Linked DNA regions of Mus musculus: region 1 is linked to region 2. The links are chromatin contacts, called in public promoter capture Hi-C maps. All regions are on one chromosome and are shown on one strand. The core of a region is the stretch at or near the end of the contact, and the rest is flanking DNA. Distances in the headings are between cores, read along the strand shown.

Region 1 (2,700 bases), core at 85-2,584, 190 kb before region 2:
TCAGGGTCATGACTGTGTGGGGTCCTCTCTGGTTTAAGTTTTCTTTAAAATGTAACTAGTGAGTTAGGTTTCACACAGCCTGTAGCCCACACACAGTGTAGCTTTGCAACTGAGGGTGGGAAGTCATCTTTGGGACCCACCTGATGCTCTCAGGCAAGGCCACCCTGTATAAGCCATCCTGTGTCCCTGTCCCCGTTCCTACTGTGCTCCCTTCCTGGGCCCATGGACACTGAGCTCTGACACTAGCAAAGATTCGTGGGCCAGAGCTTTGTACTGTGCTGTGGCTCCTAATGGCTGAGCTCCAACCACAAGGAGAGGTTATGCCAGACACCCACTGGCAAAGACACCCTCTCTTCAACCCTGAACTGGGTGTGTGTTTGATGTCTGGGTCAGGGAGGGGTGGGGCATAGGGTCTGGTCACCAGTGAGAGACAGTGGCAGGGCTGATCTCAGTCTCCTGCTTCACAGACCCTAGGAGGTACTTGGTGAAGTACAGAAACACTAGGAGCCTCCAGTGCTGCGGCCCCAGACACACTGGCTTGTGCCGGAAGCTGTGAGCTGTCTTCTCACTCCCAGGAGAGTCAGAGACAATCATGGTTACACTCAGGGAGGTTAAATAACTCAACGTGGCTCCACATAGAAATAGGAAATAAAGATATAAGTGACGGGCTGGTGAGATGGCTCAGTGGGTAAGAGCACCCGACTGCTCTTCCGAAGGTCCAGAGTTCAAATCCCAGCAACCACATGGTGGCTCACAACCATCTGTAATGAGATCTGACTCCCTCTTCTGGTGTGTCTGAAGACAGCTACAGTGTACTTACATATAATAAATAAACAAATCTTTAAAAAAAAAAGATATAAGTGACATCCACCTTCGTAAGTGCCCCCCACCGGCCCCTCTCCCCCAACTGTATGCCTACCAGGTCTCCTCTAAAACTGTCAGGGCCCCTTCTTCTGCCCTGTGTGTGCCATTTGATCATAGGAAGTTGGAAATGTAGTTTTCTTGGTTAGCCAGACAGGGCCAGCCTGGTTGTGCATGTGTGTGAGGGCAGATGGTGACTTAGCCCGTGGGGGCTTTCTGGAGGAGATAGGATTGCTGGTGGAGCTCTGGTGAGATTTGCACCAAGACATTTTTCCTTCCAGCTTGCTTCCCAGCTGCCCTCCATGCCTTGGAAGCCTGCCCATCCTGTCAATCCAGTTCCCTTCAGTGGAGTCAGGGAAGAGTTGGCAGAGGAAGGGCGTGAGGTTTCAAAGCAGCTGCCCTGCGAGGACAGAATCACCATGCCATTAGGTGTGGGTGTAGGAGTGTGGTCCAAGGACACTTAGAGTGATTGGCAGAGGCAGAGGCAGAGGCAGAGCAGGAGCCAGCGGGATAGGAGAGGAGCTGTACATCTGGAGCCAGAATGTCCACCAAAGGCAAACACCCACGAGCAGATCAGGGGTAGGTACACCTGCTGAGAGGAGCCTTAGAACCAGAGAGCAGGGCCAATGGCTGACAGAAATCGGATGGGGAGGTCATAGGTCAGGGGAAGGGCCAAGAGCCCAGGGGTTGAGACCACTAAGGAGCCTAGAACTTCAGAGTGATAGGTGGACCAGGAGGCTCATGGCAGAGGTGGGGCCAGGGGGAGTGGGTGGTGGTCTTGATCTTCCTTGTTCTTCTGAGCTTCACAACCCTGTGAGAAGATAGGTTCCTGGAAGCACCCAGCTTGCTGGGGGTGGGGCAAGCCCTGTCTGTCCTGGTGGAGTTCCAGATGACATGAGGCAGCTTTGTGGGTCTATGGGGACCTGGTTGAACTGTGACCAGGTTGTTAAAAAGAAAGGGACTTCTTTGGAGACCAGCCCAGAGCTGAGTTTCTGGTTTCAAGTTTAAAAAGCCACAGTCCAGAGTAGGGCAGAGTAGCACAAACCTGTAATCCTAGCATTGTAGAAACTGAGGCAGGAGGATCCTGGACTCAAGAATTCAGTTATGTATTAAATTCTGTATCAAAAAAGCAAACAAAGACAGGCGTGGTGGCGCACGACTTTAATCCCAGCACTCGGGAGGCAGAGGCAGGCAGATTTCTGAGTTCGAGGCCAGCCTGGTCTACAAAGTGAGTTCCAGGACAGCCAGGGCTATACAGAGAAACCCTGTCTCGAAAAACCAACCAACCAAACAAACAAACAACCAAACAAACAAAAATGAGGCTGGGGGTGCATCTTAGCACAGACTGCTAGCCTAGTGTGCAAGAAGCAGCTGCTGTGGGTTGCCCTGGTGCTGTTAGTATGTGGTGTTAGCTCTGCTTCCTCAAGAGGGGTTGCAGTAGATCACTCAGGTGATGTCACAGGGCCTTTTCCCCGTGCTGACTGGTCAAAAAAAGGCTACAGCCAATGACTGGGCAGTGGAAGGGAAAGGTGGGTCTGGAGGTCTCAGAGGGAGAGGAGAAAGCAGGAGGGAGGGAGAGGGAGAGAGAGAGGGAGAGAGAGGAGGTGAAAGGAAGATGGAGCAGATCCACCGGGCCTGGCAAAGCTGCAAATAGCTGGGGAATAGATGAGTATAGTGATAGATCAGCCCAATCTAGGCATATAGCTTATAAATATAATAACTGGGTTCTGTGGTTTCTTATATGGGCTTATTGGGGTAAAAAATTACCGTAGCACCTAGCACTGCATAAATGGATCATGCTGACACAAGTTAGCCATTCCAGAACTTGGGAGGAAATGG
Region 2 (2,700 bases), core at 31-2,530:
GAGGCCTGGGGTCATTGAGGGATGAAGCCTTCCCAAGGCTAGGAAGAGCTTCCAGAAGGAAGAAGGGAGCAGGATGTGTTAGCCTGAGGTGGGAACTGAGGTTTGCTGTCACTGGGACACGTGCTGAGAGGGGACAGTGCTGGGTGCCCTGGGGTCAGACAGGAATTCTGACATAGGAACATGGAACTATGGATTTTATTTGAAGTGGGGTGATGTGGGGGGTGGGGGTGGTACTTAGAACTGTAGCCACCTGGCATCATATGGGCTTCCCTGTGAACATCTGCTACCCAAGTCAAGCCACACTCCTGCCTCCCTAGCTCCAGGTTTTACAAACAGTGAGAAATCCCAAGACATTGGAAATAACAAAGTTGGGCTGAATCCCAGCTGGGAGGTCTCAATCAAGCACCTGTCCTCTCTAGGCCTGTTTCTTCAGAGTATAGTGACCACTGAGGTGGGACACAAGTCCACTTAGCCTCCCACACACAGTTGGGGCCTCATGAAGGCTAAACAAAGCACCTTTACCTCTGCCCTGCCTCTTCCCACGTCCCTCTTCCCTTTCTGGGAAAGACGGCCTCGTATCACCACTGGTTACTGGAGGTAGACACAGAGGAATAGTGTTCTCTTACTACAGTGGGTCCTAACAGGGACACCTACGTCCTCCAGGATGAGAGGAGATAGGGCAAATATGAGGAGGCAAATCCAGGCTCTGATGGGATGGAGGAGAGAAAGGACATGCATTATGCATGGGATCCACTGTCATCCTCTACTTCGATTTTCTCTAAGCCAGAGCAGGAGCCACAGGAGTCCATCAAGATGTAAGAGATTGCCTTTCACCTCTTCAATGTACATATCTGACATCAGGAACCCCCCAACTTTAAAACCCATACCTATGGCAGGGTGTGGTGGCACATGCCTTTAATCCTTGCACAGATATCTGTAAGTTCTTTGCTAGTTCCAGGCCAGCAAGTATGCAGAGTAACAACCTGTCTCAAACACAAAACAAAAAACACGTGAAAACATTGGAGGCGGAGCGAGAGAATACTTTTGGGTAGAACTGGGTAGGGAAATCAGAGGGCAGGCTTCACCCCACCTCAAGAGACTCGCACAGTCTGTACCCGCGGCTCCAAGCAGGCCCGCCCCTTTCAACAAGCAGCCCAGGGCCTGGCGACTAGGCCTTGCCCCGTGGGCGGGACATCCTAAAGCCCCGCCTTCTGCGCGTGACCTTGCCCCGCCCCCGCCTCCCTCGGCTATCACTTCCTGATTCCCGCTTCCTGCTTCCCAGAGGCCGGGATCCGGAGCCGCCCGAGGTCGCCGCCGCAGTCCCCGGCGCCCCTGGGGAGCGGAGAGCGGTGAGCGGTGAGCGGTGAGAGCGGCAGGGACGGACTAGGGGCGCAGACGTGGGCCTGGGGCAGGGGGCGCGAGCCGGAAGAGCGCCTCGCCCCACCTTCATTCCCGACTCCCTCCCACCCCCCAGCCGCCCCTCTCTCCCTTTCTGGGCTGGGATCTTTGGAAGTTGGGTTCCTGGTTCACTTGGACCGTGCTCCAAGGCCACTTTGAGGACCTGGCAGTATCCTCGACCCCTGTTCAGCCAGGGTCCCTAGGCCCGACTTCTGCAGCTCTTTGCACAGTCCCCGGGACTGAGCTGCGGCCTTGCTAGACCAACCAACCCCTTTTGCTGCCTCTTCTCCCCATCACCCAGCCTTCAAACTCTGGGTGTGGAAAGCGCCTTGGAACCATCTGGGACCTACAGAAGATCTAAATTCTGTCTCCCTTTCAGCAGCACACACACACTCAGACCCCTAGCCAGGGAGGGGATGGGGAGGCAGAGAGTGTTGGTCTGCACCTATGAGCCCTTTCTATAACTGGGGAAATAGAGACTCCCAGCTAACGCTGGACCAATTTCCTGGTGACATGCTCTGTGTGTCTCTTTGGAGAGCAGAGCTGATTCAGGTGTCTCTGCCCTCACAGACATGTCCTTCCGAAAAGTTGTGCGGCAGAGCAAATTCCGGCATGTATTCGGTCAGCCGGTCAAGAATGACCAGTGCTATGAGGACATTCGAGTGTCCCGAGTTACCTGGGACAGCACCTTCTGCGCAGTCAACCCCAAGTTCCTGGCAGTGATTGTGGAAGCCAGTGGTGGAGGCGCCTTTATGGTGCTTCCTCTAAACAAGGTGGGCCTCAGCGGGTCAGGGTGGAGAGGACATCTGAGGACACTCTGGTCACACCTGTGGGCAGGGCAGTTTGTGCCACTTCTTGGCCCGTGGCTACTGATGGATTGTTGATGGAAGTAGAAAAAGTGTTTATTGCCACCAAGTGTGGATAAGAGGCTGCAGCAGGCATTTCCTCATATGCTGGGTGGAGCAGACACATCTGGGCCACCAGGAACCAGGGCAGTCACATTATTCTTGCACCTTGGAGGGCCCATAGATACTGGGAGGAATGGAGGTCGGGACTTTGGGTTCTTCTCTGACTGCTCTTCATGACTACAGACGGGCCGCATTGACAAGGCCTACCCGACAGTGTGTGGGCACACGGGGCCTGTTCTGGATATTGACTGGTGTCCCCACAATGATGAAGTCATTGCCAGTGGATCAGAGGACTGCACTGTCATGGTGAGCAAAGGACCGTTCAAGTCAGGGTCTCAGGGTGTGGCTGAAGGATGCTGGCAGCAGGGGCAAGCACAGGCCTGAGCCCATGCTC

The links. Promoter capture Hi-C pulls out the DNA fragments that hold promoters and counts their contacts.
Region 1: a promoter capture Hi-C map of hippocampal neurons shows a contact between it and region 2, with 3 times the contacts expected there. A contact is called at or near these places in 1 of 39 promoter capture datasets (hippocampal neurons), 1 of 130 datasets of targeted methods (embryonic stem cells) and 2 of 9 other capture datasets (adipose tissue and liver).

The regions. Positions count from the first base shown.
Region 1 is chr19:3,957,474-3,960,173 of GRCm38.p6, forward strand. It overlaps Aldh3b3 (aldehyde dehydrogenase 3 family, member B3), which reads left to right and starts at 1,335. Exons shown (of 10, transcript NM_028545.2): 1 at 1,335-1,440. The coding sequence starts at 1,403.
Region 2 is chr19:4,147,374-4,150,073 of GRCm38.p6, forward strand. It overlaps Coro1b (coronin, actin binding protein 1B), which reads left to right and starts at 1,281. Exons shown (of 11, transcript NM_011778.3): 1 at 1,281-1,363; 2 at 1,969-2,171; 3 at 2,490-2,612. The coding sequence starts at 1,971.